Regions from separate parts of the Mus musculus genome. Here all the other regions are linked to region 1. The links are chromatin contacts, called in public HiChIP or PLAC-seq and promoter capture Hi-C maps. All regions are on one chromosome and are shown on one strand. Each heading gives the region's core, a stretch centred on a gene start, on an enhancer-like site or on the middle of the called end of the contact. The rest is flanking DNA. Distances are from core to core; before and after follow the strand shown.

What was found. Promoter capture Hi-C pulls out the DNA fragments that hold promoters and counts their contacts. HiChIP or PLAC-seq counts read pairs in DNA pulled down with a chosen protein or histone mark.
Region 2: a promoter capture Hi-C map of embryonic stem cells shows a contact between it and region 1, with 4 times the contacts expected there. The contact joins the promoter of Gcnt3 here to the promoter of Ccnb2 in region 1. A contact is called at or near these places in 12 of 39 promoter capture datasets (the 3T3-L1 cell line, the SN4741 cell line, cranial neural crest and 6 more), 3 of 484 Hi-C or Micro-C datasets (group 2 innate lymphoid cells, nephron progenitors and pre-B cells) and 7 of 115 datasets of contacts at active chromatin or transcription factors (embryonic basal ganglia, embryonic stem cells, extraembryonic endoderm stem cells and 3 more).
Region 3: a FOXA1 HiChIP or PLAC-seq map of pancreatic cancer cells shows a contact between it and region 1. The contact joins the enhancer-like site here to the promoter of Ccnb2 in region 1. A contact is called at or near these places in 3 of 39 promoter capture datasets (the 3T3-L1 cell line, the SN4741 cell line and cranial neural crest), 10 of 115 datasets of contacts at active chromatin or transcription factors (the 230-238 cell line, embryonic basal ganglia, embryonic stem cells and 3 more) and 2 of 9 other capture datasets (liver and pancreatic islet).
Region 4: a promoter capture Hi-C map of pre-B cells shows a contact between it and region 1, with 2.8 times the contacts expected there. The contact joins the enhancer-like site here to the promoter of Ccnb2 in region 1. A contact is called at or near these places in 18 of 39 promoter capture datasets (the 3T3-L1 cell line, 3T3-L1-derived adipocytes, the C10 cell line and 11 more), 3 of 484 Hi-C or Micro-C datasets (bone marrow-derived macrophages, cortical neurons and neural stem cells), 16 of 115 datasets of contacts at active chromatin or transcription factors (the 230-238 cell line, embryonic basal ganglia, embryonic forebrain and 8 more) and 4 of 9 other capture datasets (adipose tissue, liver, macrophages and 1 more).
Region 5: a contact with region 1 is called in a promoter capture Hi-C map of liver, with 2.7 times the contacts expected there. The contact joins the promoter of Fam81a here to the promoter of Ccnb2 in region 1. A contact is called at or near these places in 16 of 39 promoter capture datasets (the 3T3-L1 cell line, 3T3-L1-derived adipocytes, HPC-7-derived erythroid cells and 8 more), 3 of 484 Hi-C or Micro-C datasets (bone marrow-derived macrophages and embryonic stem cells), 6 of 115 datasets of contacts at active chromatin or transcription factors (embryonic basal ganglia, embryonic hindbrain, epiblast stem cells and 3 more) and 3 of 9 other capture datasets (adipose tissue, embryonic stem cells and pancreatic islet).
Region 6: a promoter capture Hi-C map of pre-B cells shows a contact between it and region 1, with 2.2 times the contacts expected there. The contact joins the enhancer-like site here to the promoter of Ccnb2 in region 1. A contact is called at or near these places in 3 of 39 promoter capture datasets (the C10 cell line, liver and pre-B cells), 1 of 484 Hi-C or Micro-C datasets (CD4 T cells), 1 of 115 datasets of contacts at active chromatin or transcription factors (effector CD8 T cells) and 1 of 9 other capture datasets (liver).
Region 7: a contact with region 1 is called in a promoter capture Hi-C map of embryonic stem cells, with 4 times the contacts expected there. The contact joins the promoter of Gtf2a2 here to the promoter of Ccnb2 in region 1. A contact is called at or near these places in 24 of 39 promoter capture datasets (the 3T3-L1 cell line, 3T3-L1-derived adipocytes, the C10 cell line and 14 more), 8 of 484 Hi-C or Micro-C datasets (B cells, CD4 T cells, bone marrow-derived macrophages and 4 more), 13 of 115 datasets of contacts at active chromatin or transcription factors (the 230-238 cell line, the NIH/3T3 cell line, effector CD8 T cells and 9 more) and 2 of 9 other capture datasets (adipose tissue and liver).

Annotation. Positions count from the first base shown.
Region 1 is chr9:70,419,798-70,422,999 of GRCm38.p6, reverse strand. It overlaps Ccnb2 (cyclin B2), which reads left to right and starts at 1,446. Exons shown (of 9, transcript NM_007630.2): 1 at 1,446-1,583. The coding sequence starts at 1,560.
Region 2 is chr9:70,036,797-70,040,039 of GRCm38.p6, reverse strand. Gcnt3 (glucosaminyl (N-acetyl) transferase 3, mucin type) reads left to right here and starts at 1,952. Exons shown (of 3, transcript NM_028087.2): 1 at 1,952-2,067; 2 at 3,066-3,243.
Region 3 is chr9:70,068,342-70,071,478 of GRCm38.p6, reverse strand. No RefSeq gene overlaps it. Among named protein-coding and RNA genes, the nearest start is that of Gm39369, 13 kb to the left of the region's middle. Within about 2 kb of position 1,263, at least 25 of the 459 cell types and tissues checked have an H3K27ac peak or open chromatin away from gene starts, as enhancers often do. A contact at or near this core is called in liver, pancreatic cancer cells and pancreatic islet, where this site is marked.
Region 4 is chr9:70,092,998-70,096,210 of GRCm38.p6, reverse strand. It overlaps Fam81a (family with sequence similarity 81, member A), which reads left to right. Exons shown (of 9, transcript NM_029784.2): 7 at 25-160; 8 at 2,528-2,720. Among named protein-coding and RNA genes, the nearest start is that of Gm39369, 12 kb to the right of the region's middle. Within about 2 kb of position 1,645, at least 21 of the 459 cell types and tissues checked have an H3K27ac peak or open chromatin away from gene starts, as enhancers often do. A contact at or near this core is called in the 230-238 cell line and pre-B cells, where this site is marked.
Region 5 is chr9:70,140,115-70,143,116 of GRCm38.p6, reverse strand. Fam81a (family with sequence similarity 81, member A) reads left to right here and starts at 1,560. Exons shown (of 9, transcript NM_029784.2): 1 at 1,560-1,804.
Region 6 is chr9:70,759,631-70,762,707 of GRCm38.p6, reverse strand. It overlaps Adam10 (a disintegrin and metallopeptidase domain 10), which reads right to left. Exons shown (of 16, transcript NM_007399.4): 10 at 942-1,125. Among named protein-coding and RNA genes, the nearest start is that of Adam10, 82 kb to the right of the region's middle. Within about 2 kb of position 1,522, at least 106 of the 459 cell types and tissues checked have an H3K27ac peak or open chromatin away from gene starts, as enhancers often do. A contact at or near this core is called in liver and pre-B cells, where this site is marked.
Region 7 is chr9:70,011,156-70,014,280 of GRCm38.p6, reverse strand. Gtf2a2 (general transcription factor II A, 2) reads right to left here and starts at 1,733. Exons shown (of 5, transcript NM_001039519.2): 1 at 1,620-1,733. It overlaps Bnip2 (BCL2/adenovirus E1B interacting protein 2), which reads right to left. Exons shown (of 11, transcript NM_016787.4): 11 at 2,622-3,125.

The sequences.
Region 1 (3,202 bases), core at 197-2,696:
TCAACTACATAGAAAGCTGTAAACCGGCCTAGAACACATGCGACCATGTTGTGAAGTCCATTCACCACAGTAACCTGAAGTACAGCCAATGGCTTTGTTAAAGTTAAAGTTCAGTTAGAGAATAGGTCTGAGTTGCCAAATTGGTGCTGAAATCATGAGTTTAAGAGGTCCTCCTGCCATTTCTGAGTTCAAGGCCAGCCTGGTCTACAGAGTGAGTTCCAGGACTGCCAGGGCTATACAAAGAAACCCTGTCTCAGGAAAAAAAAAAATCCTCCTGCCTTAGCCTCCCAAGTAACTGGAATTATTACAAGCATGTGCTAATAGTACAAACTGCAGAGCACATTTTCTTCCCCAATCCAAACCAAAGCTTCCCAAGAAAGAGAAAGCTATGCGTAACCTCTGTGATTGTAAGGATGATGGACCAAGAGTCAGCAGCCACAGAACTTTCATTTCCTTTAGCAGGTACTTGAGAGAACTTAATGGGATATAAATAGTTATTTCTGCTCCTTTGGTTTCCAATATCCATGTGTAATTTAGGTCGAGGGGTAGTACTGCCACCTTGTCTTTTCAGGTGGGAGTGTTGGACAACACTGGTTCTTCCTTTAGACTCAGATTGGAAATGTCAGATTTGGGCGAAGGGGGAGGGAGCATTTATTATTTCCCAATAGAAGGGACTTGAACAAGACTGATGGGGTAGCCTGATCTCAAGTCGTTCTGCTGGCACTGCACCATTTTCTGTGTTGTTACCTAGTCTTTTCCCCAGGGTAATATTCTGGTTTTGTTTTTTGTTTTTGTTTTTGTTTTCTGTCTTGTCTCTCACTGTTCACAACTTGGGATACTCATTATTTTTCTTTTGAAATCTTGTGCACATCACACCGTCATTTGACAAATAGTTTCTGAGTTCTACTGTATTGTGCTGGAAGTCACACAAATCACGTCTAGTTTGAATTATGACTCTGCTGGGGATCTGTTTTAGGAAGACCACATACAGTACACATCCGAGTCACAATCATCTTGTAGCCCTGAACGACCTGGAGACGATGGCTTCATTTGCCAGACCATTCCAATCCAAATTCCCAGGTAGACGTTTCCGGAAGAGGAAGTAAGGTCAGAAGTAGCATTTCCAGGAAGTTCTCTGGAACCCACTTCTACCTAACCCAGAACAAACTTTTAAAGACATATGTCCTTAGGTGATGGCTCCCCACTCCTACCCCTAAAATTAAGACAATCTTTTCCAGTAGGAGGAAAAATTATTTTATTTAATATCAGGGACTAGAATTTGAAAATAAGACTGTAGACAAGGAAACAACAAAGCCTGGTGGCCTCGCTGGTTGCTATGACAAGCAAATACAAGCCAGCCAATCAACGTGCAGAAAGGCCTTCCAGTCTAGCCAATGGGTTGCGCGCGCCCTGCGTGCGTCTACCCAATAGTGCGTCAGCGGCGCGGTATTTGAATCGCGGACCGGGCGGTGGACGCGGAGCGGCGGGGCCCTGACCCTCCCAACGGTGTCGCAGACCGGAGTGGCTGTGCCTCGTCCGCACTTGCCAGGGCGGCCCTCATGGCGCTGCTCCGACGCCCGACGGTGAGTGCGCCGGGGCTACGGTGCCCTGTCCTGCCGGGTAGCCCGGGAGGCTGCCGGAGAGGCCCTGGCAGAGCTAAAGCGGTCCAGAGGCCCGGCCTGGGGTCTTCATTCCTGTTACCACTCAGGGCTGTGCTGCGCTGGGGATGAGGACCGGGAGGAACCGGGAAGCCGCCCAGTGCCATTTCTCTACTTTTCACATTTTTCAGTTTGCTTCGTGTGAGCTTCCCATTCGCGTCTTCATACTGCCTTCCTGGCCAAGGTCATTAAAGTGTGGTTTTGTCCTCTTAAAAAAAAAAAAAAACAGAAATAACAAAATGAAAACAAATACCCACCTAAGTGCTGGGCGGTGGTGGTGCACGCCTTTAATCCCAGCACTTGGGAGGCAGAGGCAGGCGGATTTCTGAGTTCGAGGCCAGCCTGGTCTACAGAGTGAGTTCCAGGACAGCCAGGGCTATTCAAAGAAACCCTGTCTCGAAAAAAGCAAAAAACAAAAAACAAAAACACCCAAGTGTAAGAGGAAACGTACAAAACTTGGATCCTAGGATGGCAGACAGTTGGGCAAAAGGCCAAATTCCTTTAATTACCTTTTTGAGAATGAAAGTATTACTGACTTTTAGGCTTTAATTGTACTAGGGTCGGTCTACTTTAGTTGAAAACAAGAGGGCCCCCGACACAGCTGCTGCCATTGTCCTGGCTAGTTAAAAGCCTCCAATTCCTCTTCCCAGTGAATTCAGGGGTACCCCTCATTACCAGGCTTTAACTCATAAGAAATTGAACTTTCAAACTCATTTTGAATTTAGCCGTGGGAAGCTAGCAGTAAAGACCGAACAGCTTAGATTTGGGGATCAGAATCCTAAACAATGAGGAACATACAGTCAGGGTTCATGTCTTGTAGCTCTAACTGCCACTAACAAGTTAATTTTTGTCTAATTTGTTCTTTCAAATTATTTAACAGTTAAAGTCTTGTGTAGGGATGGGGTACAGTTTATCTGGTCTATCCTACACAGGTCATCTTAAAAAAAAACAAAAAAACCCCAACCTTTGGAGAGGTTTTTTTGTTTGTTTTGTAGGATTAGTTCCCCCCCTCCCCCAACACTCAGAAAGTTAAATATTTTTTTCTCATGGAATACTTGTTATTGTACCACACTGTAAACTTTGGGGTATGAATAGCAAGCCTTGTTTCTTAACTGTATTCAAGATGAAGGCAATTAATTTCAAGTAACACTATTTTTTTTTTTTTTCGTTTTCATTCAAGTCTGACTCTCCCAATACTTGAGAGGTAAAATGACTTCCCCATCCTGTTGTCATTGGGAATGTCCTTAATTTGAGTCTATGCTATAGGAAGCTGTTTCTGAAGGGCTTTCCTTGGAAGTGCTATTTCTTATTCTTTGGTTGGCGTTATAACCCAAGCTGGTGTGAAGTCTGAAACATGGAGTTTTAAACAGCTGGGCTATCATTAACTATTGGTATCAAAGCTCTTTATCATTGCAGCTATACTGTGTGAATGGAAGTTTCTAAGAGAACCGACAGGGATCTCTTAACAGCAGACGCAGGTTACTTATAAGAAGTAATCATTTAGGTGGGAGGCTTTGGTGTCGCTTGAAAACTGCTTGAATATG
Region 2 (3,243 bases), core at 703-3,202, 380 kb after region 1:
CCGGTTTCTATAGCCACCATAAACAGACAAAAGGGACTCTTGATTTTGGACAAATAAGTTTTCCAAATTAGTGTACACTGTACAAAGTAAAGAGTCTCATTGTGTCAGTTCATGCACGTAATGTGCTTTGATTATAATCACTTGATTATATTACCATGTCTTTCCCCTTACATTTGCTTTGCCCTTCCATATCCTTAATAGCCCCTTGTGACTTTCACAAACCCCCATTCCGGGTCCCCTCCCCATGCCAGAGTCCACAGGAGAGTAAACATGCTGTACCTGACTTTATGAGCCTGCTTTTTCTGTTCATCTATTGATGGGCATGTAGGCGGATTCCTTAACTTGGCTGTTGTAAGTTGTGCTACAATAAACATGAGTCTGCAAGTGTCTCCATGGTAAGCTGACTATGGTACCTCCAGTTGTATACTCAGAAATGGCATAGCTGGGTCACATAGTTCCATTTTTATTTTTTTCTTTTGAGGAATCTGCATACTGATTTCCACAGCTGCTGGACTAATTTACATTCCCACTATATCAGTGCACAAGGGTTCACCAACCCTACCAACTTTTGCTGGGTTTTCTTTTTCTAGATGTGCTGACTGGAGTTAAGATCGAATCTCAGTGATTTGCATTCCACTGATGGCTAAGGATTGGGTACATTTTCTCATGTATTTACTAGATATTTGTGTTTCTTAACTGGAAAATTGTTAAGTTCTTTGCCCACATGTTGATTGGATTATTTATTGTTGAATTTTTTTAAGATTTGTTTTTATTATGTGTGTATGTGTGTGCTTGTATGTGTGTAAGCCATGTGAGTGTAGGTTACCGTGGAGGCCAGAAGAGGGCGCTGAGTCCTCTGGATCTGGAGTTTCAGGTAGCTGTGGGTGTTGGAAACCAAACAAAACTCTGGTCCTCTTCAAGGAGTAGAAAGTGGCTCTTAGCCACTGAGCCACTGTTCTAGCCCCTATGCAGAAGCCTTTTAAACCTGTCTGTCAATTCTTGGTCTCATTTCTAAAATCTTGAGGTATTGCCCCTTTGTTTTTCTCTGGACGTTTCAGTTCTTCCATGAAGGTTTCTTACCTGTTTTGAGTTGGTTTTTGTACCAGGGGATGGGAAATAATGATCTAGTCTCAGCTTCCCAGTACCACTGTGAATGAGGCTTTCTTCTACAATGCATATTTTTGGCCATTCTTTATTAAAAATCTGACGACAGTTTCCATGTAGATTTTTTTTTTTTTTTTTTTTTGCTTTGAGACAGGGTCCCTCTATGTAGCCCTGGCTGTACTGAAACTTGTTTTGTAGACCAAGCCGGCCCACTTGCCTGTGCCTCCTGTGTGCTGTGATTAAAGACGTGCCCATCACACTGTACTCAATGTAGATTTATTCTAAGTCTTCTGTTCCTTTGTACCACTGTCTGTTTTTAGGAGCATACTGTTTTTGTGACAATGTCTCTGTAGTATACTTTGAAGTCAGGTATTTTGATACTTCTAGTGCCTGTATTTTTATTCCTCACTTTGGGATTCTTTTGGTCTTTTGTGTTTCCATATAATATTTAGAGTTTCCCCTCCCTATTTCTCTTTAGAATTCCATTCAGATTTAGATGAAGACTCCAAAGAATTTGTAGGTCACTTTTCTAAATGGCAATTTTCTCAATATTCTGCACAACTCGTGAAGCCTTTCCATTTTTAAGTGTCTTTCTTTCTTTAGTGTTTGGTCTCAGACAGTCCGTATTTAAACGTCAGGCTGTCCATATGCGCTCGAGCTAGACTACAGGAGAATTTCTAGATAAAAGTTAACATTCTTCAGAAACTTGAGAAGCAGGTTCCAATCTGTCAAAAGGAGCTGTTTCCCTTACCTCTGGCAGAAGGAGCCTATGACGCCAATCACATAGACCCGAGGCTGCATACCAAAGTCCATGCTGGCCTCCAGGATCTCTCAGTTCCTATTTGTTAGACATTTCAGACTAGTACCCTAGCTCTTCTCACTTTCCCAGGTGCTCATCCTCTTTATAAGGGACAAAGTCTTTCCCTTGGCTCCTCCAGGCAATGCAACATAACAGCCCTGGCAGTAAGTCCAAACTCTTACTTTCTGCTCTGAACTCTTCCAGATGTATCTGGATATTTTCTCTCTTGTGGCCATGTCCTTTCTTTTCTCTCTGCTATGGACTCTAAATTCTCTCTCCCCACCCCCTTCTCATAAAAAAACCTTCCCCTTAACCATACCATGGAGCTTTCACATCCGCAGCTTCTTTACTGTACTCCTTTGCATACGTTGGTGCCGAAATGATAGCATATATATAGTGCTTCATACTTTCTTTCATTTGTCTTTTTGAGACAAGGTCTCACTATGTAGCCTTGGCTACCTGGAACTCACTATGTAGCCCATGCTGGCCTTGAGACTCATAGAAACCCGACAGCCTCTGTCTCCTGAGTTCTGGGATTAAAGGCTCCATCACCACTATGCCCAGCCAATTCTTCCTTTTCATCCTCCGGATTGTTAATGTCTTTGGCTAACTAAGCTTTAGTCTTAGTTGGATTTGTTCAGTTTTGAGGCTGTTATGATTGGTACTGGCTTCCTGACATTTTCACAGTAAGTTGTTGATTTTGTATTTTCCTCCTTGGAGAAGGGTGTTTACTAGATCTAAGTCTTCTAGTGGAGTTTCAGGTCTTGTATGTGTAGGGTCATATCTCTTGAAAACAAGGGAATTTGCCTCTTTTCTTCCTTTGTATCTTTTAATTTTTTTCCTCTTGACTCAGCAGTGATTGCTTTCAAGGATGAACTGGTTTGCGAGAGAGAGAGAGAGAGAGAGAGAGAGAGAGAGAGAGAGAATGAATCAATCCTTGGGTATTTATGTTATCTCTGCCTCCTGAGATGTCCCAGGAGCACAAAGAGTGACATTTTTACTCCCAAACAAAAGGCGACAGGCTATAACTGTGATAGCTGTGTATTGGGTGGGGGAGGAAAAGGCTTGCACGAACGCTGGGAGCTCCTAGTGAGTGGTGTAAGGGCAGGAGAGTCTAGGCAGAAACTGGGCTCTTGATTGAAATGCTTTACTGCTTTCTCAGATGTGGCCAGCATTGTTCCTGTCTCCTTCGCCTCCCAGAATGACTAGTGCTTGAGACTACAATCCTGAATGGTTTGCTTAAGTTCACTCCCTCCTCTGAGAACAGGAAGTCAAAAGGTGAGTGACAGAGCCACCTGCTGCTCTCTCCTTTGCATAGGTCTAACAGGAGCCTGGGTGAG
Region 3 (3,137 bases), core at 14-2,513, 350 kb after region 1:
ACAAGGGGCCTTTCCCCCTTGATCACTAATTGAGAAAATGCCTTACAGTTGGATCTCATGGAGGCATTTCCTCAACTGAAGCTCCTTTCACTGTGATAACTCCAGCGGTGTCAAGTTGACACAAAACTAGCCAGTACATCCATGTACATGTTTCTTTCTGCTAAGTATGATGTTAGTTCCCAGGGAGGTCTTGGGAACTTAAACTTTAACCGATCCCTGGCTAAAATGGAAGTCTTATTCTAAGTAGATGTATGTGTCTCTCATGTTGGGGTCCATCTCAGTGGCAGCCCAGGAAGGCAAATACCATAAAAGTGTATACAGAGATGCAGGAAGTACCACTAGATGTATGTATGGGTCAAAGCTTATTGAGGGTACCTATACAAAGCAGTTCTGCTGACTTCTATCATGATTAGTTTCCAAGGGCACAGAACATAACAGAGTATGCAATCAACTTGGGCATGAGAAAGTTTCCTAGTAACAGCAGAAACAACCTATAAGAAAGTTTGTTTATAATATTAGTAATAGCACAAAATGGCAGGCTAGCCAGGGAACAGTTACCTAGGCCTTAACATTTCCATTCAGGCCTTAACAAAAATAAGGGTAAAATGATAAACTGGATGAATACTGACTGGCTAAGACTCCAGAAGAAAGAAAAAAAAATTTTTTTTTAAAATAAACACCCTTTAACTCAAAGGTGTTCCATGTGATTGTCCCTGGAAACAGAATAGAAGTAGAAACAGGTTAAGACACTATTGTGATCTAAGAGAGGGAGATGGGGAGAGGCTATGGAGGAGGCAATAGGAAGGTGGGGTCACATGATGAGAAACGAGGACGTGGCAGCTCCTCTGTCTGAGCTTTATTTCCTGCAGAAAAGGTCAGGCAACAAAAACCCTTCCCCACAGGGAGCCAGTGGACCACGAGTGCTATGTATGTACCCAGCATGCAGGAAGCCATTTAACTTCTCTTATTTAATTGATGGGGAGTGTCTATGGTCCTTTTCTTAATAATTCCTTACCCAACATGACCCATGGACTGTGTCATTCCGGTAATGAAATGGCCTGACCATGATTCCCGTAGGCCCTGATAGTGCAATCCCTAGAAGATACATACTTAGTCAGAACACACATAATCACATGCTCAGCCACGAGCTGGGAAGACATTGCTGTAAGCTGGGAAGTTATTCTGAGGCCAAGGATGAGGGAACAGTGACAATGTCAGAGGAGAGGCAGCCACCGCTTCCCATCTGGCCCCATCTGGCCCCATTGACACAGCAAATTATCCAATGTCTCCCTAGCCTCGGTGTTCTGCCAACACATTTATCTCAGGCACAGGGTAAATATTTAATCTTGCCTGTCTTGTCATCTATATATCTGTGTTTATTCTAATGCCTCTATTGATTCCGTGTGTGCTGGCTACATGAGTCTTTCCTCATTTTCCTCCTGGGTGCTGACATTTGGGGTTGACCTTGACAGCTGCGGGCCCTTGCCAACATGAGTAGCTTCGTTGTGATAAAGGCTTGCCCAGAAACACTTGTCTGCTTCAGCAAATGATTCTATTTCCTCGCTGCTTTTCTTCCTAATTTTATCAAATAAAATTGTATGAACTTTATTCTCCCCCTTCCCCAACCCCCTAGACACCTCCAAATTTGAAAACCTCTCTCCGGATTGTTCACTTATGTCTTGTCTTTCCTTTGGGCAGGTAGCTAGGTAAACTACTTTAACAAATTCCACCCCTTGCTAACCATGAGGTCCTGTGGCCAGAATTCAGTCAAGAAATGCTTGTAAAACACCCACTCTGTGATACACTCTGATCCAGGCACTGGGACTACATCAGTGAAAGGCAAAAACAAATAAAAATGAAACAAACCTGTTCGTGTGTACTGGGAGGAGGCAGGGAATAAACAAAAGTTGACAGGGAAAGAAGGCGGACTATAAGGCGATCAGCCAGGGGAGAGCTTAGGAAAGTGACAAGTAAGGAGTGTGCCATTTCCATCACTGGAAAAGAACATTTAGGGGCCAGCAAGAGTTCTTTCTGCAGAGCTTGATAACCTGATTTCAATCTCTGGGTCCTGCAAACTCTCTCTCTGTCTATGTCTCTGTCTCTCTTTCTCTCTGTCTCTGTCTCTGTCTCTGTTTCTGTCTCTCTTTCTGTCTCTCTTTTTCTCTCTCTCTTCCCCCTCTCTCCCTCCCTCCCCCCCCCTCTCTCTCTCACACACACACACACACACACACACACACACACACACAGAGTGAGAGACAGAGACACACACACACATAGTACAGACATCCAGATCCGATGTGCCACTAGAACACAGGTGAGTACAAAGAGTTTGAGGAAGGAGATGCTGGTGTGGGAGAAATGGCCAGGGGACAGAGAAGATGAAGAGGAGAAGGAAGAACAAGAGGAAGAGGAAGAAGAGGGGAAAGAAGAGGAGGAGGAAGCAGCAGCAGCAGCCAATGAGCTCAGCTGATAAAGTCTGATGACAAGAATTTGATACCCAGGACCCACATGATGGAAGGAGAGACTCTACTCTTGCATGTTGTCCTCTGACCTTCACACGTGTTCCATGACACACATGCCCCCATAAATAAATAAATAGATAGATAGATAGATAGATAGATAGATAGTTAAAGATTTAAAAGAAATGGTAAAAAAAAAAACCACCCTCATAATATTTAAGCAAGCTTGCAATTTTGTGATGGGTTTCATTCACCTTGGCCCTATGTGGCCATAGGTCAAAGGTTGGCCATGCCTGGGAATGACTTAGTTTTACTCAATGAGTAAAAAATCCTCAGAGGGGCTGGGGAGATGGCTTGGCAGTTAATAGCGCTTGTTGATTTTGCAGGGACCCAAGTTCAGTTGCCAGGACTTATAAGGTCGTTCCCGGAGATCTGTAACTCCTGCTCCAGGGGATCTGATGCCCATTCCTTAGCTCCAAGGTCACCAGGAACACATCTAGTACACATATGTAGAAAAACACACATACACATAAAATAAATGAACTTCAAAAAATTTGAAGTAAAATATTCAGAATATTCAAAGTTCTCTTTTTGTACTATACCATATGACTGGGAGAAAGTTCTTTTTAAATAATTGTTTTTTTTAACTTAGTTCCCTCCAAAGAAGATGGCCCCATT
Region 4 (3,213 bases), core at 396-2,895, 330 kb after region 1:
TTTCTTTCTTTTCTAATGGTTTAGATTTAAAGGCACCGTTGAAGAGCTCAGCAACCAGATTTTGTCTGCACGGAGTTGGCTGCAACAAGAACAGGAGCGGATAGAGAAAGAACTTCTGCAGAAAATAGACCATCTCTCCTTGATTGTTAAGGAAAACAGTGTAAGTGTTGATGCTTTTCAATAATAGGTATTCAGTTGATCAATGTCTGATCAACACCTAGGGACTTAGCATACATTTATTTGGTGCCTCCCAAAGCTGCTTGGGTATTCCCCATGTTCCTTCTCTTTTCCCTTCCCTCCTTTCCTTCTTCCTCTCCCGTGTCCCCCTTTTCTCTCTTTCTCGTCTTTCCTTTGTTCTGAGCATCAAACCCAGGTTCTCATACCTGTTATCTCAGTTTCTTTTCCTGTTGCTATGGGAAAATACACTCACAAAAGCAACTTAAGGGGCTGGAGAGATGGCTCAGCAGTTAAGAGCACTGATTGCTCTTCCAGAGGTCCTGAGTTCAATCCCCAGCAACCACGAGGTGGCTCACATCCATCTATAATGGAATCTTATGTGTCTGAAGATAGCTACAGTGTACTCATATACATAAGATAAATAAATAAATCTTTTTTAAAAAAGCAACTTGAGGAAGAAAAGGCTGATTGTGGCGCACATCCTCTCAGTGGGGAGTTAAGGCAGCCGGAACATAGCACAGCTGGTCGTGCTGTATCCATGAGAGCGGTGAATACAGGCCTCAGTGCTCAGTTCTCTTCCCCATTCACACAGTTCAGGATCCCCACCAGGGAATGGTGCCACCCACAATGGCTGGGTCTGTCCACCTCAAGCAAATAAAAATAACTCCCCACAGTCGTGTCCAGGGGCTTGGCTCCCAGTTGATTCTAAATTCTGTTACAATTAACACTAACCGTCGTATCTGTTAATTTTGAACTTTGCCACCCAGCCATGCCCCCCATTTCCTGTTCTTCATATTATTCATAAAGACAGGAAATGCTTTGTTTTTATATTGGTTAACAAAAGACAAAGTAAAATTTTCAGCTACCGCTTTTAAGTCACAACCTTGACTTAAATGATCCCGATTGTCTATCACACATTTCTAAGTAAAGCTACAATTACTTACTTGATCTGTTTTTCTGTTTTATTAATGATTTATTTATTTTTATTTCGTATGCATTGCTGTTTTGTCTGCATGTATGTCTCCTGGGTGAGGGTGTTGGGTGTGGTGTTCTTTGGACCTGGAGTTGCAGACAGTTGTGGGCTGCCATGTGGGTGTTGGGAAATGAATCCCGGTCTGGTGGAAGAGCAACCAGTGCACTTAACCACTAAGCCGTCTGATCTCCTTTCTCTTTGTTTTTAATGTTGTGACTTAGTTTTTGTTTTCACCAATGTCGAGTGGCTCTCTGTCCCTCCGGGCCCCTTCCAATGCACTGTAACTAGAGTGTGCTTGGACGTCAGACCAGAACACACTATTTCCTTTTCTGTCTACTTCTGCTTCCACTGGCTCTCTCAAAGAACTAATTTTTGCAGAGCTACCAAAAAATAACTTCAAAGAGCTTTGCATTTATCACACTTCAAGCCAGTAGGCTTAGAAGCCAGTGCTAGGAAGGCAAATTGTGTTGGGTTCTCTTTCCTTGTCCGGCTTCGGCTTCCTCCCGTGGGGCTTGGGCTGAGCAGAAGTGGCCAGTGTGGTTTGCCTGTCTGACTGCTCGGTCCTGATGCTGAGCCATTTGTTGAGTGGCAGGCTCTGCATCAGTGCCATCACAGGATTGCTGTCACGCTGCAAAATCACACCTGATGAAAGGCTTCATGCTCGTCGTTTGACCACTAGAACCTGTGGATGCAGTTTCACAAAGCGTAGGCCTAGTGGACCGTACTACTTTGAATCCCTCCCCCCAGTTGTCTCCTTTGCTGTGCCTTGACTCACCCTGACATGTTTGTGAAGTTCTGAGCCTGTGACTGACCATTTGGGTTTTTTTTTTTTTGACCATTTGGTGGCTCTTCTAAGATGGAAGCTTCCTTCTCTCTCACGGAAACACATCCAAGTTTGCATTCTCCGGGACCCCAAATGACTTAAAAACTTGTCAGTCTTCAATAACTCAGAATCCTTTTAGGTTAGATTTCTGCCATCCTCAAGAGTAGCACTTGTCGCCACGATTCAGGATGGTTGATAGAACTCCAGCATTGACTGAACAGCCATTGACAGAAGGGAAGGGGAAAGAATTAAGGATATATAGCAAGTGTCCTTTAACTTTTTCTGAAAGCAGCTACATACACTTGTTCTTACACTTCATTGGTTAGATTACATGGCCACACCAAACTCAGGAGACAGAATAAAATGTAGTTTTTTTGTTTTTGTTTTTGTTTTTGTTTTTTTACTCTGGGTGACCTTTGAGAATGGATACGGGATGGATAACCAGCCACTGTGATTCTGGTGCCTGCAGATGGTTGAGTCCTCTGGCTGATGTGAGACAAGGTGACCACTCTTCTTTTGCAATAACCAAGTGCAATTCTTATCTTGGACCTCAGGGAGCCAATGAAAGAGACGTAGAGAAGAAACTCAGCCAGATGTCGGCCAGGCTTGACAAAATCGAAGAGAGTCAGAAGAGGAATGCTGAAGGACAGAGAAAGCCGGACGAGGAGAAGGTGCACGGGCGGATCAGCAAGCTGGAGCTACAGATGACGGAGGACATGAAGGAGATGAAAGCGGAGGTTAATGCCGGTAGGCCAGACCCCACGCAGCTCATGTGGCTTGTCTGTCTAAAAAGCTATTCACTGAAATCTCTGAAACAGAGACTGAGCTGGCTTAAAAAAAAAAATCAGCAAAATGTTCCTAGTTGCTATTCTAAGTAGCTGTGCAGAATTTAACAAATTCATTCATTTATTTACTTATTATAGCGGTGGGAATTGAACTCAGGACCTCACAGTTGCTAGACAAGCACGTGCTACCAGGGAACTATACTCCCAGCCCTAAAGTACTAGTTCAATTGCAAGTCTATGAAGAGCCTCCATGACACACAGCAAACAAAAAATGGTTAACCCGCACATGACTGACATTTTCTTATTTTCGTCAGCGCTAGCTACCTGCTGATTCCTCTCTGTTCGTGTACATGTGAGGCACGTCTGAGAGCTTCTTCAGCATCGCTGGCTGTATGCACACGGCACATGCGTGTGGAGTTAGTTCTGTGGGGCCCAGCAACGGGACTTAAGCCCTC
Region 5 (3,002 bases), core at 311-2,810, 280 kb after region 1:
AGTGAACACCAAATCCCCATGGCTGGCATGTTTATTTATTTTGTGCATGTGGGGAGCCTGTGTGAGAATATGTGCACGACACGAGTTCTCTCTCTCTCTCTCTCTCTCTCTCTCTCTCTCTCCCTCTTCCCCCCTCTACACACACACACACACACACGCACACGCACACGCACACGCACACACACACACATATATATATGAAATTCAGAGAGGATGAAATTCAGGTCCTCACACTTGCAAGGCAAGCACTTATCTACTGAGCCATCTCCTCGCCCCCTCAAATTTATCTTAAATGGTGGAAATTCTCAGAGAACCTTTCGCCATGGGATTGGATCCCATCCGTATTTACACGCTGTGCACCAAGTGATACAGAAAGAGAAATAAACCATCACACACTAAAGAACACTATTAGGTGAGATCTCCGTGAGACAGGACTTAAGGCCATGCCCTCTGGTCAGCAGTCTTTTTTATACCCGTCTAACTATCTGATCAATATGTGTTAGGCTGCAATGGCCGGGAGGGGAGCAGAGTCCCTGCCTTCTCCATCTTCATCTTCTCCATTTCACCTTAGCAGTCTCTCTCTCTCTTTCTCTCTCTCTCTCTCTCTCTCTCTCTCTCTCTCTCTCTCTCTCTCTGTGTGTGTGTGTGTGTGTGTGTGTGTGTGTGTGTGTGTGTGTGTGTGTGTGTTTTGGGGAGTTATTACTTTACAGGCGAGTTAATTACAGAACACCCAAGACGACACATAAATAACTACAGGATCGAGAATTCCAAGACCAGAGCTTTCCCAAGTGGCTGCACAGCCTGCGTTCTTCCTAGCTTCCTTTGAATTGGGGGCAGAGGAGAGCCGCCAGACAGGAGCACCTACACTGGGTAAGCCCATGCCTCTACGTAAGAGCTATGAACCAGACGCAGTGAGGTGAGCAAAGGTGGGATCCTCCACTCTTCTTAAACCCCACCTTACGGAGAGGAAGCAAAATTGTGAGTGATTCCTGCTGAGGATCCAGCACTGATGGGAAGGAGAGCAAAGCTGGAACTCCCTGGGAGCGAGGCAGAAGGTAGGAAGAGGGCTGGGAGGAGAAACGGGCATTTTCCCAGGGGTCCTGTCTCTTGTGCGCGAGGCTTGGTGATTCCCTCATACACACTTGTCGCCTGGAGGGTTCCATCACCTGTGCAGGTGTGGCGCTGGAAGGAGCTGTTTCCTGGACTGTGGTCTCACCCCTAACTTCTCCCCAGTTTGAGGTGGGAAAAGCAGTTAACTATTTTTGTGGGAACCAGGCTTGGTACATAAGGGATGCTAGGATTCCCGGGAAAATGATTGATGACATAGAGACCTGGAAGGCTGGGCTCTCATTGAAGCATCCTTCCCTACACCTACCTCTGCCTCCAAGTCGACGCGCCCTACGACGGGACTGAGGTTCTTGTAAGCAAGTCCCCGCCCGCTGACTCCCTGCAGCGAACTGGGTGGGGACCCGCGGCGCCGCGGAAAGGCTATTTTGAGTGTGGGAACGCGGTGGGAGGAGGGGCGCCGGCGGGCTGGGCGCGGGCGCGCGGGGAAAGCCTCCAGCTCGGGCTGCCACGGCAACCGCGTCCAGGCAACGCGCCCGGAAGAGGCTCTGGGAGGCGCGCGGCGGCTCGCGCCCTTCCAGGGTGGGGGAGCCGCGAACCCCGGGCCGGGCCGCGCGCGCGCTGATTGGAGCGCGGGCCCGCAGCCGGGTTCGCCCCGCAAAGCCCCGCGCTCGCGGCCACCGCACCCAGAGCGCCGGCGACGACATGGGCAGCCTCGGCGCGCCAGATCCGCGCGCGGGTGAGTCTTCAGAGGTGTCTCCCCTCCCCACATGTCCGGGCATCCTCTAGACTCAAGCGGCGGGTGCTTCCGCAGGGACCGTCGATGTGACCTTGGAGCAACCACTCCATGGATAGGCATGGGATAGTGCTGGGGAGAGGGGGTGAGGGATGAAGCCTCGTGTGCCCCGCGTGACACTCTGGACGCGAGAGGGTTAACTGAATGCTGACGCGCAGGGCTGAAGTTAGGCGCAGAGCGCAAGTGGCATTGCATCTTCGCGGGGGCTGCAAGCTAGCAGACAGAAGAGGCCCCCGAGGGACTGTTTGAGGAGAGCCAAGGGTGTGCAGAGTTTGCCAGGACTAGGGGCAAGTCTATCATTCACAGTTGGAGCTGAGTGACCTTGGGTGGGTTAGCCACATTGCTCCCGCGGATTCTCTGGTTTTCATCCTTTGAAAGGAAGGGCTCTGGTTCTTTCCAGTTGCAGCACAAGGCTGTTTTGCTGGTACTGTGAGCTGAGGAAGGGACCCTCTGGGGATGCAAGACTTAACCATATTTATTCCGCAAGGGGTTTCCAATGAGCTGGCTCCCAAAGTAGCAAGAAATGTTACCATTTTATGGAGGGAACAGTCTGGGGTCCGGAAAGGCTCCTTAAAATGCATAGATTAAAATCCCTTCGGTGCACTTAAGTCCTGAACCCAATCAGGGTCCAAGCTGCCAAATACTTCTTTCCTGTAGTTGATCTGATAGGAAACTTTGTGTCTGAACAGGTAAAATCAAAACCCAGTAGTGGCAGGCAGTGGCAAATTAAGTGAGTCATTTCTTCAATGTGCAGAAGCTGTGTGTGTGTGTGTGTGTGTGTGTGTGTGTGTGTGTGTGTGTGTGTGACATGCGCATGCGTGCACTCAGCTTAAAGTCTGTGTATGCTGTTAAGAGGTTATTTCACAGAAATAATGTTGAACTGGTTTGGATCTACAGAGGGAATCACTTAGAACTAGGGCCAGACATTTGCATTGTTCTTTGGAGATTTGGGGTTAGGGGGCTAGCAAGATGGCTCGGTGGGGGGTGGGGGTGGGGTAAAGGTCTTTGCCATTAAACTTGAGGACCTGGGTTTGATCTCTGGAACCCACATTGTGAAAGGAGAGAATCATCCAACCCCCACAACTTGTTCTCTGACCTCCACACCCACACAAGGCACAGGAGCTAAACGAATAAATGTAAT
Region 6 (3,077 bases), core at 273-2,772, 340 kb before region 1:
TAGGCCCTGGCTGGCCTGGAGCCTGCTATATAGACCAGGCTGGCCTTGACATCAGAACCTTCCACCTGCCTCTGCCTCCCAACTCTTAGGATTAAAGGTGTGCAACACCACACCCATGCAGTAGATACATGATGGAGTTGGTTTTAGACATGAGGAATGAAATTATTTGTTGTCTGCAGGAAAAGAGATGCAACTGGAGATAATCACCTTAAATGAATCAAGCCAATGTCACAAAGACAAGTATCATGATGTCTTCTTGTTTATAGGGTTTATACAGATCCATAAAACCATGCACAGATATATGACATGAAAGCAGAAGCAAAATTATCTAGGAAACAAGGGAACTAACAAGAGGAGACAGTGCAGAAAGGGAGGATAAGAGGCTTGGGGAATTGCTCATTGTACAGTAAGTGCAAATGTCACACATGCAGCAAGGCATGTATGTATTATGAATGAAATTATATATATATAAAACTGTGCAGTTCACCTATTAAAGAAAGGAAGGAAGGGAGAGAAGGAGGAGGGAAGAGAAAAGAACCTCAAACAAGATTGAACTCTAGCTAATGAGATATAAGCTAAAAGCGTTTAGAAGTAAAACACTCTGCTATCTGATACTTACTTTCAAAGGGGCAAATGAATTCCTAAGTATTTGATAAAGCAAATACTTTTTGCAAAGTGTTAACTGGAAAACACAGGCGGGAACTGAGTGGCCTCTTACATATTTTTTGACTATAAATATTTTGGGCTGGGAAGATGACTCAGGGGAAAGGTGCTTACCACCAAGCTTGACAAGCTGCGTTCAGTTGTCAGAACCACATGGTGAAGGGGGAGAACTGACTCCATCAAATTGTCCTCTGACCTCCACATACCTGCTGTGGCTTGTGTGCACATGCACAAATGTAGAAGAAAAAGTTAATTAAAATGTTGGAAAATATACATACCAACAAAACAGTTGTTCCTCTTCTTCTCAAGCACTTGGCTTATGTTTCTAATGCTGCAGAGTGAAAATTTGTTGTTGTTAAGTTTGTCCCCAGATGTTGCTCTTGCATACATGATGTAATTGCCATTTTCTTTTTGTCCTAAGTTCTTAGACTCTCCTGGAGTACACTCTGTTCCAGAATCATGCTGCCAAACAGAATATGGTGTTACATTAGTAGGAAGTAAAATTGCCCAGTCACCTGCTTATGTGGAACTTTCTCATCAGAAGAACAGTAGAAGTCACATACTTTCCTTGAAGAAGAATCTAACAACTGTCTAGGATCAGAGTTAGGATAAACACTTGCTCTATGGGGCCACTGTTGCAGCACAGAGGAAAACTGAAAGTCTAAACATAAACTTAGAGCTTTGTAATTAGGGACTAGAACTGAACATACATCGTCATAGAGATTACTAAGAAGAAGCTTTTATGGGTGGCCGTAATAATATGGATTCACATTCATTAAAATGCATGGTAAGTACATGTTCAAACTGGTTCAGGAAGGCAGAAGTGAAAATGAAACCCAAGACCAGTGCTGAGGAAGGCAGAGTAAGAACTCAAGGCAGTGACACTTCCTTGTGAGTTGGCGCAAAAGACAGCCACGCAAAATGCTGATTGGAGTCAAACACAAGTTTTACTTTAAAATAAGACTAAGAAAACCCAAGGCATGGGATCAAAACATTGCTTTACAGGAGACAGAGTTCTGTATATGAGCACCTGCACAGACGTGGTTTGGATTCTGGTAATTTATCCAGGTACCAGAGGCATAAGAAAGACCAAAGCAAGAGCTCCCTGAATCTTCATAAAGGAAAAACACTTTCAAAGCTGGGCTAAGGAAGCACCTGCTTTCCTCGCACATATGCACTAAAACAACAACGCCAGGGTTTGTTAGATGGCTTCATGGGGAAGAACACTTGATGTATATGCAAGTGGACCTCTGTTCAAAACTCCAGGACCCACATAAATCCAGGCCCAGGAGCAGAAAGATGGCTCAGTGGTACAAGATGTCACCAAGCTTGACAACTTCAATTTGATCCCAGGACCCAAATGCAAGTAGTTGTCCTCTGACCTCCACTCACAGGCTGTGGCATACAAATGAACATGAACACACACACACATACACACACAAAATGTAATAACAATTTTAAGAAAAAAATTTAAAGCCAGACATGACTGTGCTTTTTTTGCAACAACCTCATCACTAGAATTCAGAGACAGATACCAAGAGCTCATTAGATGACTCGTCGAGCCCAAAGCTTCTGGTTCAGAGAGCATCACTCAAGGCTAATTGTCCCAAGAGTAAGTAAGAAGAAGACATTCAACATCCTTCTCTGACATCTGTGTGTGTACATACAAAGGTGAATACTCAGGTGCATGTACCACACACAAAATACCCTCAATACACACACAACACACACCCGAAAGAAACCTCAAAATGTCCTCAAGTAATTAAGGTATTCATTATTCTAAAGGGAAAAAATGTTGGACATTAGAATAGCAGTTGTATTTAACTTGACCTTAGTTTGAATACCCAAAAACCTAACTCTTTACGAACAAACAATAATACCAAGTCACTCTGATTTTACATTTCCTCATCAGATGTCTCACATCCTACTCTTCCTGATACTGCCCTGCTTTTCTCCTGAGCCTAGATTCAGCCTCTGGAAACTACTTGCTCTGTATATTACCTTGCTTTATGCTTCTGCTCCTTACAATTTGGTTTTTTATTAAGTATGGTACTAGCAACAATCTCATCATTCAAATTGAGAAACAGAAAGAAAAGTTCCAATACTGAATGGCTGTTAATGTGATCAAAGAAACAGTAGCTATGTTAGAAGGCATTGAATATTGCCTTCTAATGAGTAGCTTGTTATACATGGAAGTGCTAAAATATACAAACTGATACAGACGGAATAAACATTGTCCCTAACTTGGCAAGGAGTTACATTCTTAAAAATAGCTAATTGTGACCTACCTGCCTAGTCTTAATCTCTCAGGAATGGTGTAACAGATCTCACCAACAGCCGTAAAAGGAAGAATGGACGGTAAACAAAGAATGCTTATTATTTGCTACAGCAGATACAGGAACAAAACTGGCAAA
Region 7 (3,125 bases), core at 484-2,983, 410 kb after region 1:
TACATGCAGGCAAAACACAAATGCACATAAAATAAAAATAAATAAATATAACAACAACAACCACCAAACCCAAAACAATAAAACAAAACAAAAAAATCTTCCTGAATCCTAAGGAGCTCAGCTACAGGAAGGAGTATAACGAGATTTGGCAAAACTAGTGACCTGCCATCTTCAGATTACACTTGGTCAGCAACTGATCCAACAGAACATTCTGTGATCTGTTGTTTTCCGGTTCCAGCTCATGGAACTACTGTATTTCCTGTTTCCTTTGACAGTTCTTTCTCAGCTCTGACTTCCAGTTCCTGAATTACCTGCTTTCCCTGTTAGTTAGTCCATCTCAGCTTATGGTGTTAAATCCTATCTATGTGTTGATGACTTTGAAACTTGTAGCCTTCCCTCACTTCTCTCTTTGTACCCATATTCAGGATGTTCTACTCTACATCGAAACAATTATCAAATAGCTAAGACACTTCTCCTACAGCTAAGAGCAAATGCAGAGGACTCTTCTATGGGCCCTCAGAGTCATATAAACCATAAAGATGGTCCAATTCCTAGCAAATCTTGGAAGGGCAACTTTCAAAATGAATCCAGAAGCCAATCATTTCTCAACATCCCCATGATTATTTTATAATGCCAGGCCACTGACTCATGGTGTTCAAATTTTCTTTACTCTACACTTGTCCCTCACACTTTATAATTTGCAGCGGGGTTATCTTTTAAAAATATGGGCTAGAACATATTTTCCATCAGCTTCTATCAGGCCTGACGATCTGGCTACCCTCTATGTTTGGTTTGATCTATTTTCCACCTCCCTTTGCACTCTCAACTGCCCTGAGGATGACAGGCGTGGGACTGCCTTTGCGATGGCTGTTCTTTCTGCCTGTAATGTTCTTGCTCAGATATTAATTTGGCTAACACACAACTCCAATAGCTCCATTCAATTGCACCTAAACTGACCACCACATAGGAACTCCAACATCCATTATGAAACGTCTCCAAACCCTTCATCTCGCTAAAATTTTTTGATAGCACCGTCTGCCATCAAGTTACCTAACGGTCTTATGTTAACTTTCCGCATAAAATGTAAAGTCCACGAGGGCATGGATCTTTATTTTTGTTCACTTGATGTAACCTGCGGGCTGAGAACAGTACCGGATACTCGACGCGTGTCAAACAAAAACATTTAGCTCGTTCAAAGTAAACGCCAGTCAGTACGTGTGTATGGAGAAGGGGAGAAAAAGGTCAGAGAGACATAAACTTTAAAATAGGACAGGGGAGCCATGGCACGCTCCATTTGACATCTAAGCATTATTTGGAAAAGAGCTAACAGCGACTTCGACGTCTGCTGAAACGAGCTGGCTCGGCCATCTCCAATCTTTAAAGGTGGCGGCAACTGCAGAACTTCGGAATCCCCTCCTCACTGCAGAGCTGGAGCGCAGGCGCCGTGTGTGCCCGGCATCCGAGCGGGACGCCGGTCGCCTAAGCGCGGCCTGAGGAGAGCGGGAAGGCGGCTGCTCCCGCGCGGCTGCGTCTGTCTGGGGTCGCCTTCCGGCGGGCACAGCGCTCGGTACCGCCCGCCTCGCCGCGGCCTCCCCGCTCCCGGCCCCGCCGCCGCCTACCTGAGGGAAGGCGCTTCCGCCACGGCGGTAGCAGAGCCAGGTAGGGAGCCCGCTGCGACCACCTCCTCGGCCGCGGAAACCGCAGCCCTGTGCCAGTGACCCGGAAGTGCTCACGCGACCCGGAGGTGACGCCACAGGAGCCACTGCCGGCCCCCACCGCCGTTTCCGAGAAGGGGCGTGGTCTCTCCTGCTGGCGCTCGGGAAGCAAAAGGCAATGGGGCGACTGTCTGGCTTGTCAAAGTTTGTGGGACTGCAGTGTAGGGAAACCAGGGTTTGTGAGTCTTTCATCTTTTTCATTTGGAAGGTCTGCTGTATAAACTTCGTGACTGATACAAAAGCAAATACGTGGATATTCTGAGTTTCCAGAATTTCACATCCCTTTTCTTTTTAGCGGGGGTGCTTGGTTTTCTGCTTTCAAAACAGCAGCTATAGGTACTGCAGATGGCCAGTGAGCACATGAATTGTGACTTCGGATGCAAACACTCCAGGTCTGAGAGTGAAACATGTTCTCCTTTGTGCCATGCTGTAGGTTTTCCTTTTTAGCCTTTTAAAATCATATCCTTGCAACCCAAACTCATTAAATAATTTCCAAACTATGAAATACAGATCTGATTAAAGTTCAAATAGTGTTAAGATTGTAAACAGGCTGAACTTGTTATCAATTAAAAGAACCAGAGCAGGGTGTAGTGGCGCACACCTTTAAGTTAATCCCAGCACTCGGGAGGCAGAGGCAGGTGGATTTCTGAGTTCGAGGCCAGCCTGGTCTACAGGGTGAGTTCCCGGACAGCCAGGACTACACAGAGAAACCCTGTCTCGAAAAACCAAAAAAAAAAAAAAAAAAAAAAAAAAAAAAAAAAAAAAATAAATAAAATAAATAAATAAATAAATAAAAGAACCGGAAGCATCCACACTGCAGGATTGTAAAGGCCCGATGTTTGAAAGGCTTCACCGGAAAATTCAGTGTAAAAGTTAACGATTAAAGATGAAAACAAGGCACGAATGTATATTCCAACTAATTTATTCAAATGCATTAATGCTGCAGTAGCATGTGTAACAGATGAAGACACACCACTGTATTTGGAACCAGTCAAAGGAAGAGAAAAGGATATACTTTGCAGATCAATGGCTTCTCAGTGACAAAAACCAGAGGTGTATCCTGCAGAGAGAATCAGTCTCAATTCTCACTGAAATGACAATATTATCTAAGAACAGTGGAAAGGGCACAATAAGCGCATTCCGTCTAAATGACAGAATGTGAGCGTCCAATGAAAATCATTTGGAAGTATGAATCAAAGTGCAACAGTGTTTGATGAACTCCAAATTGTGTTCTATGTGAACAGAACCCCAAGGACTGTGCAAGCCAGCAGCCCTGAACATCAATATTTACTAGCTGGGTTCTCATGAGTAAACAATGAAGTAGCTGTTAGGACATTAACCTTTGGAAGTCTATATACAAAGGTACCATGGAGTAACTGACAGCTACCAAGTTCTCTTGTCAAACTAGAT